2 separate regions of the Anas platyrhynchos genome follow, and region 2 is linked to region 1. The links are chromatin contacts, called in public Hi-C maps. All regions are on one chromosome and are shown on one strand. The core of a region is the stretch at or near the end of the contact, and the rest is flanking DNA. Distances in the headings are between cores, read along the strand shown. Region 1 holds the start of ASB4 (ankyrin repeat and SOCS box containing 4). Region 2 holds the start of PPP1R9A (protein phosphatase 1 regulatory subunit 9A).

What was found. Hi-C and Micro-C count contacts between places; a contact is called where the count stands out from the background.
Region 2: a Hi-C map of subcutaneous adipose tissue shows a contact between it and region 1, with 4 times the contacts expected there. The contact joins the promoter of PPP1R9A here to the promoter of ASB4 in region 1. A contact is called at or near these places in 4 of 8 Hi-C or Micro-C datasets (liver, skeletal muscle and subcutaneous adipose tissue).

What each region holds. Positions count from the first base shown.
Region 1 is chr2:133,905,331-133,913,020 of IASCAAS_PekinDuck_T2T, reverse strand. ASB4 (ankyrin repeat and SOCS box containing 4) reads left to right here and starts at 2,681. Exons shown (of 5, transcript XM_005010941.6): 1 at 2,681-2,894; 2 at 6,022-6,321. The coding sequence starts at 2,681.
Region 2 is chr2:134,084,642-134,092,331 of IASCAAS_PekinDuck_T2T, reverse strand. PPP1R9A (protein phosphatase 1 regulatory subunit 9A) reads left to right here and starts at 3,657. Exons shown (of 20, transcript XM_027450811.3): 1 at 3,657-3,899; 2 at 4,947-6,604. The coding sequence starts at 5,150.

The DNA of each region.
Region 1 (7,690 bases), core at 1,432-3,931:
GTGCTAATGAGGGGGCCCTGGCTCCTTCAGTCTCCCCAGGAGACACACTTCACACAGCCTACCAGTACATCTTTTCTCATTTTCTCCTTAAGGCTGTCTTTGTCTTTTATTAGCCATCACATCTCTGGCTTTCACATGAACTCCTCTGCCACCACTCACACATCTCATAATATCACCCCGATGTTACCTTCATGCACTCGCCTTCAGGCAGCTCTCCCTGGCTCAGTTCTGCTGCCCAGTGCCCAGCCTAATAAAGAACATGAACCACTGAAATCAGTGTAAATATTTCCCTTGACTTCAGTGGACTTTGGAGCAAGCCTGTGATAACCTGCTTTGTTTGACCAAGAGGGTCCTCACAGCCCATCTGAAGTCTGTGATGATGCTCCCATTGCCTGAGGTGGAAAGCAGCATGTGCCCCAGAAGTGTTGTTTGCCCTTTTTCTTCTTTCTGCAGCCCTTCACACCTGGTTCTTCTGATCTGCTGCAGTCACTTACAAGGGACAGATGCAGCCCCGGTGAGGTGCAGGTGTTTGTGTGCCTGTGGTTCATACGAGGAGGGGTGAGCTGTGGGGCAGAAGGAGGGCTTGGAAGATGGAGGCAGGAGCTGCCTTTCCTCTAAAAACCTGCTTTTGTGTTAACTGTGTAATTTGGACAATTGATCCTAAATACCAAAACTACATTTCTTAAAGGATATAATGTGTGTGTCTGCAGTGCCCATAACAGTGGCCTCAAGTCTATCCTACAAATACCATTAATACCAGTACTGTTATTTATTTTAAGCAAGTAATGAGCCATTGTTTCACAGTGAGATGTTCAGAATATTTGGCAGCTTTGGGGCTTGGTTGACATCAGTTTTGACTTTCAAAATCAAACTGCCACCTTGTGGTATGGTGATGGAGAAGTCAGTAGGAAGTTAGATATATTGCACAAATATTGACACAGTAAAAATTGCTCCTTTTACTCCACCAATAGCTTACCTTATTTTTATATTCTTAAATGTGTTTTTACTACACTTTAAGCTAATAAATAGAAGTTATTTTGTCTCCCTGTGAAAAAATAGTCTCGTCTTTTGTTATTATTTTTATAAAATTATTTCCTTATTCTTGTATATAATTGTGCTGAAAGCACCAGGGTACTGAAACAACCGGTGTACTTATGGGAGTAGGTTTGTCAAGGTTAGACCCAAATGCAGCTTACAGGAAAAGAGTAAATATAAAGGCAAGAGGTATCTGTAATTGTTCCCTTTCTCTATGTTAAGCTCATTAGTGTTAATGAAGATTTTTATGAGAATCAGAGCAGAGCCACACAAAGTACTGAAGGCGAGCAAGTTGTAGTGCCTCTGAAGTGCACTCTCTGTGCACCCTCTTGGACCACGACAACTATGAGGTAATTGTGATCAGCCTTCTCTTTCACTGTGGGCCAAGCTACCATAAATTACTTCACCTTGGTTGTCAACCAAGAGCAAGCATGATGGCTCAGCAGATGCACAGCAGTCTGTCACAGCGACATGCTTGTCTGTACACCTCAGCTTTGGTGAGGTGGCAGAGCAGGATGGAGATGTACTGGCATGGTCCTTTATACAGCTAAATTGAGTGTCTTTGTGCCATCTGATAATATTTATGAAAGACAGACAAAAGTCCATTTCAAACTGGAAAGTGTAGCTGAGGTGAATTGTTGAGGACAGCCAGATATCGGCGCTCTGTACACCCATGACTTCTCAGGAATATCGTGGTTTAAAAAAGCCATGTGAGTAACAAGGATGTGACATAGGATGTGAAGTTCACATCTTGTCTCTCTGCTCGTGCCAGACAAGCATTCTTCTCCTAAAGGATGGAGTAGAGACATCCACCATTGAGAGGATGAAATTAAGAGGGAGGCAGTCACACAGGAGGGAGTGTGAGTGTATAGAGAGCTCCCCTGTCCCATAATGTGGCCATACAGCTTTGCAGCCCTTTAATCCTTGCATTTCTCCTTCCTGGGTGCACTTCCACCTGCCACCTGTGGTCCCTGAGTAAACTGGGGAACTCCTGCTGCTCAGGGCATTGTACAGCAGCAGACACGGCTGGATCAACACAGCCATCCTTGGGGCTTTATGTATCAGGGCATCTCTGAGACCTGCGTGGTGGGGGGGTCTTGTGGAGGCCTGCCTGGTGGCTGGAGGAATGCAAGCGGCACCAACAGGATGAATGCTGTCCCACAGGAAGAGTGCCTTGGATTTTTATTTTTTTCTTTCTGAAATGCATTAGCTAAAAGGCTTCTGCAGAGCGAGCACCACATCCCTCTTCAGTCAATAAATCACTAATGGTAACTATGAAAGGAAATATAAGTATTTCTCCAGCTGAGAAACAGCACCAAGGACGTAGTGTCTTTTAATGTGAGTGAATAGCAGGAGCAGAGGGCGGCCACGTGGTTAGTGAAGCTTTATGTGTATAAAGCCTGTAGAGATATCTCTTATTCTGGTTTTATTGCTAGTGTGTCTGTCCTCGCTTTCACAAAAAGAGTGTGGTGATATCTAAGAGTGGTATTTCAATGCCTGAAATGCTCCTCATATAAATAGAACAAGCAGATCAGCATGACCAAGTGATAAAATTACCTTCTGGTCTTCAGGAACTTCAGCATGTAACTGCGCTATAGGGACCTCAGTGTACCCCTCTTCACAGCACAAATAAATACATTTGGAAATGGATCTGGAGGAGACATGCAAAGAAGGAGAGAACACGGAGAGGAAAATGACTCGAAATGCAGCTGCAAAGTTGGTGAAAAAGGCTTTCCTCGAAGCCCTGAAGTCCAATGACTATGAGACACTGGAAGAGCTCTTGAACCAAAAGAAAATAGACGTGGACACGGTGTTTGAAGTGGAAGATGAAAACCTGATCCTGGCATCCTATAAACAAGGTAAACGTGGCAGCACTCACAAGCCAGGAAGTAGATGGGTTCAGGTAGTTTTCCAGGAACTGTGGCCTCGTGCCCCTCCTAAAGCTGCAGCCTAAGTTGACTCATGGGCAGCAATGTCAGGAGGCTCATACGGCTGCGGTCACCCCAGGGGAGCTTATCAGCTGTGCTGCAGGGCTTGGTGCAGGGCAGGCCAGACACCAGCACCAGCCTCCACGCCACCAGGGCAGCTGCTGTAGCTTTAGGGAAGTCCAGAAAGTGGGGTCCTTTGCCATTTCCTTGCAGAGAATTAGAGTGCAAAGCCCAGAATAGACACATGCAGGCTAAGTGTGGTGTACAAATGTCTTGCATGTTCCCCAACACATAAACAGACAGTTCAGAAACAAAATATTCGGTCTCTTCCATTTGCAGTTTACAATATAGTACAGTGAATTCTTCTTGGCTTAGGAGAGCTAAAGAAAACCTATGGACCTTGAATGTTACTGGATAGGAGGAGCTGTATTTTTCAAGCTCACAGAAAGCGAGGATTTGCTGGTTTATCAAAATATTTTGGATTAAAATTAAAAATAATAATTAAAAAACAAAAACAAAAACAGAGAAGACATTTCAGCTGTTCTGGAAGGTAGAAAATCCAAACCAGCTGTCAGCCAGATACTGAGTTTCCAGAAACTTACAGTTCAAAACAATGAAACAAGTTTGCTGTCTGCTGAAATCAACAGACTTCATTACCTACTTGCTAACAGACTCCTCGTGAGTATCTGAAAAGCAGCAATGACCAACTTTCGCCAGAAGTTAGGCATACGTGGAGATAAACACCTCCAGTCTCAGCAGCACAGCAAACGCACTTTTTTTTTTTCCTCCCCTGTGGCATAAAGGAGGGACAACATCCCACCCCTTCCCCTTTTCTGTGTTTACCTCCTATTTAATGAACAGCTGCTGTTCTTTTGGTTCCATAAGGGTGAGGATGATGCAGTCATGACTTACTTCCCTTGGGGACAGCATCTGAGCTAACCCACACAACGATGAGTGTATCCTAAAATATCTGCTCTTCTGCCCTCAGCAGGCTAAAATGTGTTCTGGTTGTAGTTTAAGACTATGGGATTTTTAATTGTAGATCATTTGGCAGCAAGAATTAACTCGTTTCTTTTGGAAAAAGAGATAAATGCACCCTATGGCCTAAATCACAGCAGTATACCTGCTGTGTCTTTCTGAAAGGCAGAAGGCACCCTATCAGCTACAATGCAAATTTTGCTTTTGTTCTGAATCCCAGATAACCATGATTTAAGAGGAGGATTTCCTTGGGGAGGGAGAGGGGAGAAAAATTAAGCTCCACCATTCAAACAACTTGAGCTCTGCCGTAAGCAATGCAGTGGGAAGGAGATGCCGTGGGTGTCAGAGGGGCTTCCTCTCTTGCAAAAGAGGCTGAGAGCTGCCAAGGACACTGACCTTTCATGCACCATTGCTAGTTTCCACCCCAAGAAACAGATGAGCTTAAAGAGGCCTCCTGCAAAGCCTGTGTCTGCTTCCTGCTCAGTGCCAGGTCCCATCCCCTTGGGCTCAGGGATGTCTGTGGGTTTGGGCAGCAGACGTGGGAGATGCTCACCTGCAGCAGCACAAGTAAAGGAAATAAAGGGTGGTCTCAGGCAGGAAAACTGTGGCTGTATAAAGGGGTAACTTGACTTTTAAGGATCACTGTCCTGCTGTTCACATCATTTATAGCTGGCATCTACATATCTTCAGGCCCAACACCAAGTTCCCCCTTGGTGTTCCCAACAAGGGGAACACCAAATGTGAGTTCAGTTGGGGATCCAGTTTCAGCATCCTGCTGTGCTGCGTGCATAGACTCTGGGATACAGCCCACCTACCTGGCATCTAGTTTGGGGACAAATGATGAAAAAGGTGTTTCTCTCTGCCACCAGTGGTTTGTTTCTGTCTTCTTCCTTCCTCTCCATCTCTCTTCCTGTCTAATGCAGTACATATGATTCCTGCAAAAATTGTATCTATGAGAAATTAAGGTGGAAAAACTGTATAAAACTAATGACTCAGAAACAAAGGTCTGAATTAATTTGGCCTCATTACACATCTGCAGCATTTTTCTGTCTTTTTCTTGATAACAGTATTTTACCAGGCATTTGTCCAAGTAGATATAAATAAATCAAACCCAGATTTTTTTTTTTTCTCCTGCTTTTCTGCACAGAATTGTTTTCATTTACTTTATATATACATATATATATATATATTAAACAAGTGATTACAGTAATCACTTTAGAGACTGCATTAAACATGTAGTCCTATCTTGGGAACAAATATTGGTCTTACACCTGTTTATAAGTTTAAAAAAAAAAATCCATGAAAAATCTGAACATTTTGGAGCCAAATTTCATACTAAGCTGCCCCTGCTTCTATTTGGCTCTTCCACCAAGTTTACATCAACATCAAAACTCTTCACTCCGTGCTCCTCAGGGGCCGTAGTTGGCAGAAGGTCTGTGATACAGCTGCAGCCACATTGCCAGGGGTCATCTATGTGCAATGCATCACTAGGAGTCTGAATCCAGCTCCTGACATGCATGATCCTGCAGTCTCCCACGCAGAAACAGCAGGATAAGCTGTCTGTTGAGTCATTGGCCTGAGTAAATACTGCCTTCTTATTCCAACTTACTCCTTTTTATTCTTACTTGTTTAGATTTTGGCAGACTGAAGAGCCCATTTCCCCCATATTTTTAGCTAGTGGCATTTCAAATGCACTAAACCTTTATAATTATTGTTATTATTATTATATAAATATTATTATATTTGCATTGTTATTATTGTTATAATAATATTGTTATTATTATCATCATCATCATTCAGTCTCCAGAGGTCACCAGAAAAACAAAAGCTGCCTTTGGAGTACATCTACATGGGAATTATCTCTCCAAAAGACAGGCTATTCAGCGCACATAGGAAAAGTACCTAATGAAAATCAAGTTATGCTTGAGAGAACTACATGTGCACTAAACTCTAGCTGGTGAAATTATGGCAAATTAAGCCAAAACTCCAGCCTTTTCTTCCTCCTCCGTTGTTCTCAGTAGGTGGATAATCCAAAGGAAAATCTTAGCCAAGGATGGTAATGCTTTTCCGTTTCATACAGGGTATTGGCTACCTAGCTACAAATTAAAAATATCCTGGGCAACTGGGCTTCATCTGGCTGTCATGTATGGGCATCTGGAGAGTCTTTCGGTCCTGCTCAATCACAAAGCTACAATCAACTGCCGGCCCAATGGAAAAGCTGCAATCCACATAGCATGTGAAACAGCAAATGTTGAGTGCCTCAAGATCCTTTGCAACCATGGAGCTAAGCTGAACTGCTTTTCAATGAGTGGGCAGGCGCCCCTGCACTTCTGTACGACACGAACCTCCATGCCTTGCGCCCAGCAGCTGATTTGGAGAGGTAAGGTAAAACTCTGGAGAGTCTCTCGTGGCGTGACTAGAGATGGTGGGCATGACTTGTGGCTTGCCTTAGGAGGCGAGATGCCAAAGTACGTATATTTATCCGTCCCATCCCCAGCTGACTTGCCTCTTCATCTCAGACTTCTTTTCCCCATCTCTTTGATCAGCTGAAGTTTCTCCTGCCCTGATTCCTCACCCCATCTGACCTCCCCTCACCCTGGCCATCAGCCCTTACTCCAGGGATGTTTCCCATTTCAGTGCTTCCAGCCTGCTGCCCAGCCAGTCCTTCAGCAGAAGAGCTCCTCTGAATGAGTTTCTTCTCTATTTTTGTTTCTGTCTTCTTCATCTAGATTTACTATTGAAAAGTTTTCACATGAAAGTGCACCCCTACCCTTGTCTTTGCTGCTCACGTTTCCTTGATCTCGATAAATTATTCTATTCATTTGTATTTGACTAGTCCCTGAAAAAAACATGCAGTTTTTCATACAGTCTCTTAATTGCCAGCTACCAAACTCCTGCACCTACTGGGGAAAAAATGTGGTTATATAAAATTTAATTTTCCTGGAGTAAGATACATGTACGTTATGTGGTTGATCATCTGTAACAAATGAAGTTATGAATAGATATAACTCATGGATAAACAACTTGCTGTTCCTTCCACTGTGTTCTTTACACAGGAAAATGTCTCAGGACCTAATAAAAGACAGATATCAAGGGGTACAGCAAAGTCAGGCAGTTCAAGAGCTCTAAGTTACAAGTAGACAGATTCCCCTATTTGTCACACTGTGCCATGGCAAATACAAACATGTGTTGTTGTTTTTTTGGCTACATGTTTTGAAGGTTTTTCTTGAGATGTAGAGCCCAGGCATGATTTGTGGGCAAGGCAATCTGAAGTCCCAAATGAATAACCACATCGCTTTTCTTCTGCTGGAAAGATACATATTATTTTGTTTGTTAGAAAGGAAAATAAATACTGCCAGTTGTCTCCTGCCCAAAGCAAGCAGTCCTGACAGCAGGAGTTGAATTTGCTACCATGGAAAAGCTTAAAAGTCGAATGTACTCTTATAAAATGCTGCAAATGAAAGGTTGTATTCTGCAGGCTTCCTCCACCCTCCCATCAGTGAGTGAATAATAGCACTGTGCAAGCCAGCCTTCATCCCAAAGCACCCTGCAAACACAAATCTCCACGTGAAACAGAGATTCAAGGTGGGCAAGGTCTGGAGCAGATCATGGCAGGTGTGCACACACCCAAAAGCCAAAGACAGGGTTTTGTTTCTGTCCCTGTCCCAAGGATTCCCACTGGCATCTCCCACCCTGCTTTCAGCACTGGTGCTCTCATGCGGGTCAGCTCAGGTAAACGCAGTTTAACC
Region 2 (7,690 bases), core at 2,408-4,907, 180 kb before region 1:
TCTTGTCTGATGAATCGAAGTGTGTGACAGGTACCATTCACCATACCAAAATAAGTATCTTACTCATTCTGTCAAATATCTGTTTTCTGGAAAGTCTTCTAATATTTTCTCCACCCAAAGAGCCTAACATGAAGCTTTGCCAGGGTTTGGTTCTTAGTAAGCTCCTAGCAGACCGAACATGTAGTCTTTTCTTTTGCCGTGAGATCGTGTATTTTCTGCAACTAGCTGGCATCAATCTAGCTAGGCTGGTAACTGATAATTTTCAGTGTTGTGCTGAAAATTCAGAGTTCAGCATTGAGAGTCTGTGTTAGGAGGCTGCATACCTCAAAACACAGCTCTTTTGAGCATTCCTAAGATTTCTAGCTTTTAATATTGACAAATCCACTATTTCAACAATAACTAGTTGCACACAGAGTGCAATTCACATCTTTCCCTTCTGAAAATTCCATTTTGTTTTCTAGCCATAACTCTACATTTCTTAAATGGTTTAAAAGTGGAATGTTTGAGACTGGATGTGATGGTCTCCTCACTGCAACTGAGAAAAGGCTATTACTAGCCTGAGTTTAGGCCCTCATAATGCTAATATTTGCCTTTCTGATAAACTGCTAGAATATGCAGTTTTGTTATCATTACCTCTGGTTTTCTTCAGCTCATTCAGGACAAAGTTCTTTTTAATTTTTTTTGACTCTATTCTTGAGCTTTCAAGTAGCTTGACATGTTCTATGTAAAAACAGCACAATCTTCTTGCCAAATTAGCGGTATTAATGAGCTCCCATTTTTAACTATTAATGCCTTCCTATGGAGAAGAATTACACCTAGTGCAGTAACACATTGTAAATATTTGAAATTAAAGCTTATCAAATCCTTACTGCAGCTGTTTGTTGTTCAATTTAGTCTGGTGCTACTCTTATAGGGTCTACCCTAACTTGAACTTACCTTATCTTCCAAAATGTATATATATATTGTATATGTTTTTATATATATAAATATATATTGTTCTTTTTCTTTAAAGTAGATTATATAATAAAAAATCATGTCTGAGTGTTAAAAATAGAATTCAATTCTGCTTATGCTGTGATATGTATAAGGAAGTCAATCCTCCTGTGCAGTGGCCTGGTGGGACAGCAGATAGGGGCTTTCTTAGCCAAAGATCAGAGGAGGGAAATAGTTTCCATTTACTCCCGTGAATACAGATATTATCTTTCAGGACTTGAAAGACATTGACAGGAGATGGATGATGGAATGACTTTCTTCTTTTGCCTGAGCCACGTAGAAAAACTTGGATTGCCACTCTGCTGCGTGAATAAATTGTTATCTCAAAACCTGAGTAGCTTAGAAGCACCAAAGTGACTCAAAACCCATCAATGACATCCAAATAGTCATGTTTGTAAGTAAATATAATTCACACATCTAAAATAAACTGGAGATCAATTATTTTCAGTCTTGGAGGACTGTGTAAAAACTGGTTTGAAAAGATACCGAGTGCAATTTAAAGTGATGCTGTCAGGTTAAACAGCTGGGGTCTCTCTTCCTGTCATATCCGCAAATTCATGATCGTTTGAATGGAGTTGTTACTCTGGCGCAAGTAAAATGACTCTAGCCATTTTCTAGCATAGGTAGATACTGAACCGAACAGGTTTTAAATTTGCACTGGTTGGCAAGCCAAGTAATTCTGTAACTTCAGTGAAGTTAGTCTGAATTTATACTAACATAAAAGGAGGACCTTGGTCTCTTATCTTCCCCAAAGTATGCTGTGCAGCATTTTAGTGTTCCTCAGGAATTAACAGAAATGTCAGTCATGCTTTAGCAGAATCTAAAAATACCTTCTAGTTAAACGGATTGTCACAGAAATACTGAAAATGTAAAAGGACACACAACTGTGATTTTTATAGTTAGGTGCAAGGCCACGCTCACATATGAAGAGTCTCTCTTGGAAAGTGATGTTCTAATCAAAACAAAATACAGTTCATTATCCTTGAGACTACATTAATGCTCTTTAACATAGACACTAGGTAAATAAGGATGGGATTGAAAAACATTTTGTAAGTGATTCATGTGTGTGAATAGCTTAGATGTCCCTGGCCAAAGTCGGAGCCCCTAAATAAGGTCCAAATGGTCTCTGACTGAGCAGCCAAAAATGCCAGTAGTTTCTACAAGTCTTGGTGGTTGTGATCATGAGGTGGCATTGGTGGAACATAACATTACTTAAAATAATTTTGCATTGGATTCTGTGTGAAAGCTGGGTAGTGTCTGCTTGAACTGCTACGCTGCCTATTTACAACACATTTAAGAAGAACCAAAATGTAATATTTAATCTTTCTCATCATGGAAAGCTTGGTATCTATTTTATGCTCCTGCTGCGAGCATCAGCAAGTTTCCCTGCTTTCCACCAGGACATAGCATAGAGTTTGCACTATTCTGCCATGAAATAATATGAATGTTTTCTTGGGTACATTGTTAAAAATATTTATTAGGAGGGGAGAAATGTCCATTTTGTTTGCCAAATTTCTACTGTAAAAATAATTTAAACAACATTTATGGTCGTGGATATCTTTACATAATTAGGTGCTAATTAGTCTTTTTAAAATTGCTTCAATTATTTCATCTCATTTAGTGTTTGCTTGTGTCACTTTTTTTGCTTGTGAATGTAAATTATAAAACTCTTCCAGATACACATCTTGTACATGCTAAGATCTTCAAGCACTCTGCATATTCAGTATAAAATCACAAAGGAAACAAAATGTTCAAATTTCTGCTCTGTGTCCCTATTCCTCTTCAAGGAGACTTGAAGTTCTCTGTCTCTTCAAGAGTCAAGCAGCTCTCTTGGTATTCTTACAGGCTTTTTGCTACAAAATCACACCAACAGAAGGGCCCTGCCAGGATCCTCAGATCTGCGGTACTCTCTGATGCTTTGGCATTTAACAGGGGGTATCCTGGTGAGTTGAAATAGTTCTCGTGCTGGTGCAGGCAACCACCACAGGTCTCCTCACCACAAGAAGCCGTGAAACCAGCGTTCCCTCACCCTTCTGCCATGCCATGGCGATGCTCAGCAGCCCCCAGGGCAGTGGACACCCCCTGGCTTCTTGCCCTGCCCCTCTCCTTGCATCCCAAGGGAAGCCAAGCCACAGCCCACGATTAAAAGGTTTGCAGCTTTCCTGTCAATTTCAGCGTGCTGGATATGGAGGGGAACATTTTGAGCTGCACACCCTTGGTGCCAATTAGATTAACCAGAGACCGACACCTGTGAGCACTTAAGGGTGTAGCCGCCATGCTTCAGTCTCATTAAGCTAATGAATTAAGTCTGCAGGGCTGTACACCCGATGTCTTCATTTGCAGTCCCTGGCACCTCCATCATTCCGTCTGCCTAATAATTATTTTGCACAATTCGCACATCTCCAGGCCTTTTTAAAAAAAATATATATTTTTTTTTATTATTTTTTTTTCCGGATGTTTACGCAACTACTTTTCCAGGCCGTTTCCCTGCAATTAGCTTAATGAACTTTCCCTGGGAGTCGCTAGGCGATTACCTGCCGGTTTTACCCATCACCTAGAGGCTCCCTGTGGGTGGTGGGGGGCCAGCAGGTTATGGGGCCGCCAGCTGTGAGTTGCCCGGTCCCCCACACGTCCCCCTTGTCCCCTCCTGTCCCCTCCAGCAGCTGCTGAGCGCTGCGGCCGCATTTCCCCTGCGTGTCGGCAGGGTTCAGTGGCTGGCTGGGCGCAGCGGCGAGGGAAGGCGGCCGGCTCCACAGCCGCCCCTCCCGCCCCGCAGCCTTCCCCTCCTCGCCCTGCGCACCCCGGCTCCGAGCCTGGCCGGGGGCGGGGGGAGCTGAGGGCGGCGGTGCCCACCCGGCAGGGCTGCCGGCCGCCTGCTGCCTCGCTCTTTCTCCCTAGCCCCGGAGGTGAGGCACCTGTCAGCGGCCGGGCCGAGCCGTGCCAGGCGAAGGGAGGCAGGGAGGGAAGGGGGCGGCTGCGGCGGGGCGCGGCGGCTTCTCCTCCTCCTCCTCCTTCCTCCTCCTCCTCCTCTTCCTCCCCCCCCGCTCGGCGGCCCCGGCCGCCTGCAATGGCGTTGGGGCGGCTGGCGGCTGCCGTCAGCTCTCCGCAGAGCCGCCGAGGAGGTGGAGGAGGAGGAGGAGGAGCGGGCGGCCGGGTAAGGCAGCGGGGAGAGCCCCCCAGCACCGGGCTTTTGTTCCCCGGGGCCCCGCCGCAAGGTGCTGGCGGTGCGGGAGGGGAGCGCTGCGGCTGTGCGGGGGGCTCCGGGGCTGAACTTGGCTGCCCGCAGCCAGCGGCACAGCGGGGGCGAGGAAATGGGCGGCGGGGGGGGGGGACGGGGACGGGGACGGAGCCCCGCAGGCACCGGGATGGGCTCCGGGGGCGGCCGCGACCCCCGGCTCCTTTCTGCGGCTGCTGCGGGGAGTTTGGGTGCAGCTCCCCGAGCTGCCAGCCCCGTTTTTTTTGGGGGGGAGAGCCTCGCCTTTGATGGCACCGCTACCATTTCCCGGAGAGAGCTGGGGAAGCGGAGCCGCCGCGCTTGCATGAATCTCTCCATCTCGCTCGATGCGCGCATTGCCATGGTTATTCGTGAGTAACTCGGGCGTTCGTGGCTTTTTTTTTTTTTTTTTTTAATTTTTTGGAAAAATTCGCTGTCAGGAGGAGCGTTTCCGTGCTGCCTCTGCTTGCCTGCCCGTGGCACCGTCCTTCTTTGTGAGCCGGGCACTGCGGAGCGATGCCCCCCCGGCTCGCAAATGTCTCCGCGTGCAAAAGTTTTGGGCTGACAAGTTTCCACGTGTCGGTGTAGCGTGAGATTGGCATTTTATTTTATTTTATTTTATTATTTTTTTTCCGCTTCTTTTGTAAAATCTGTCGAATAACCGTGAAGGGAAATCAGGGCTGAGATTTAGGGAAGCGCAAGTGCCTGCCGGTTCAGGGAACCCTGCTTTCTGTTGCAGGTTGAAGCTGCTGCTGCCCTCCGAAGCCCTCCGTCCTGCGTGTGCTTAGGGACCTGCCTCCAGAGCTTCTCCCGAGGATGGCCCTGCTGCAGGGCACTGCCTCCTGAGGAAAACCCTTCCCGAGCAGGATCTCGGTTGTAGCAGCTGACTGAGAGCGGCACCGGGGAAACTATGTGAGCTGGTTTTGCAGCCCTGAAGTAAACATGATGAAAACGGAGTCCTCGGGAGAGAGGTCGACCCTCCGGAGTGCCTCTCCTCACAGGAATGCTTACAGGACTGAGTTCCAGGCGCTGAAAAGCACCTTTGACAAACCGAAATCAGATGGAGACCAAAAAACGAAAGAGGAAGGAGAGGCCTCTCAGAGCAGGGGAAGGAAATATGGCTCAAATGTCAATAGGATTAAGAACTTGTTTATGCAGATGGGCATGGAGCCCACGGAGAGCGCTGGAGTTGCCCCCAAAACCAGGGGGAAGGGTGGCCCTCCATCGCCTCAAAGACGAATCAGGCCCAAAGAATTTGTAGAAAAAACAGACGGTTCAATTGTAAAGTTGGAATCTTCCGTTTCGGAAAGGATTAGTAGGTTCGATACTATCCACGATGGCCCTTCTTACTCCAAGTTTACTGAAACTCGGAAGATGTTTGAGCGAAACGCTCACGAGACGGGCCCCTCCAATCGCTATTCCCCAAAGAAAGAGAAAGCGGCGTCCACCGAGCTCGCGGATGAGTGGTGCAGCTCCAAGTCTCACAGGGGCAGCACCGATTCCCTGGACAGCCTGAGCCCCAGGACTGAGACCGTCTCCCCAACGGTGAGTCAGCTCAGCGCCGTGTTTGAGAACGCTGACGCACACAACGTAATCGTTCTGGAAAAGGCAGAGAACAACGAAGAGTACTCGGTAACTGGTCACTACCCGCTAAACCTCTCCTCCACTGTCGCAAATATCTCCTCCCCTGTTGCAAACCTCGAGGGCTTCAGTCCCCTGAAGGATGCCAGCACGTGGTCTCCGCCAGCCAAAGCGGCTGCAGGCCCCATGTCTGTTGAGCACTCTCAGCAGAATAGCGCGCCGTCAGCACCGCGACAGAAGGTGTCTACAGGCACGCCGTCAGGTTCAAAAACCACTGAAGAAATAAAAAAGAATGCAGAAGCAAGTGCTGACCCTGGTGAGAGCTCCGTGGGGAGTCAACAGGAGTCGGTACTTGACAGTGAAAGATGTGTGGACAGTTCTGCGAGGAGTAAGTCAAAAACAGATGCAGAAATTGCCTTGCGACCAAAGGAACTGTCAGAACATGCAGAGGGCATCGCTGATAGGCCTGAAGCTGCAGAAACACCGAGAAATTTAGTTTCAGATTTAGCAGCAGATGCCGTTTCGGATGCCACCGAGACCCATTATGATGATGCAAGTGAAAAAGAAGTGCATGAAGATGTGAATAATTTTCAGAGTTCCCATGTGTACATGCACTCTGACTACAATGTGTATAGGGTACGATCGAGGTATAACTCGGACTGGGGAGAGACAGGTACCGAACAGGATGATCAGGATGACAGTGACGAAAATAACTGTTACGAGCCTGATATGGAATACTCTGAAATTAATGGATTGCCAGATGAAGACGAAATCCCAGCCAACAGAAAAATACAGTTCAGCCGTGCTCCGATTAAGGTAAAGTTTCCTACGTTCTTTTTTCTGCGGTTTGGTTGATTTTCAAACACAGCTTTTTATGAGGTACGCTTTGACAGTTAAATTTGGCTCTGAAAAGATTGCAGAGGATCTCTTGGTATATGGTTTTATTACAGTCAGCCAGCAAGCGTAACCTTAAATGAAGTAAGGAAGCTGAGCTCTGATGAGCTTGTGTCATTTCCTAGGCTACTTGATGGCTGACTGAGCTCACAGAAATTGGGACTGACAGCAAGGCTTATGAACTCTGAGAATTTTAACATGCATGTTTTGACTTACGCGACTCAACTATAATCACACGGTGAAACATAGAAGGGGGTATTTGGTGGCCTTTGTGCTGGTCGTTGTGTTTTTTCTCATCTGAAATTGTGCCTTCTTTAGATCAGATGGCTTTTCTTCGGCTCTCCTCAGATGTTCTTTAAAGTCACTGTGCTTAAACACTGCGTCATGAGATGTAGTGTACTGTTGTAGAGTGGTTCTCCCTCACTAGCAGAGGGCCGTCACTGTCCTTTCTCAATTGCTCTTGTCTTTTCTAGTAGCATCTTCACTCTTCTAAACTTTACTAAACCCTAATTTATGTTTAGTATATGTCAGTGCAAGTGAGAGGCTACAGAAAGGTAAAAACCACTTGGTTAAAATACCTGGCTGGGTTTGTTGCAGAGTTCTTTCTGCTTTCTTTTTAAGTACCTTGAAATTACGGCTAAGAATGTGGGCTGTTTGGGGTATTTCCAGCTAGGAAGGAATACCTAGCTGTGCTTTGTTATACCAGCATTTGACTACTGAGTCTCAGGGATGTGTTATAAAAGCATTTTATTTCCAAGCGGTGCAAATGGTCTCAAGTGCACAATGCAAAAACATAGTCATTTTTCCAGAAATGGCTCTTGAAAAAGCCAGATATGGTGGAGTACTTGAAATGTACACATTCTTACATTAAAAATCTTTTATTCAGATGCACTTTACTGTTATTGTGCGGATTTATTAATGAAAATTATTAAATCAACTAACAAGTGTCACTGCTGAACATGAGGGAATGTGATTTGCAAAGTCTGCTTTATCACCATCTGTGGTTTG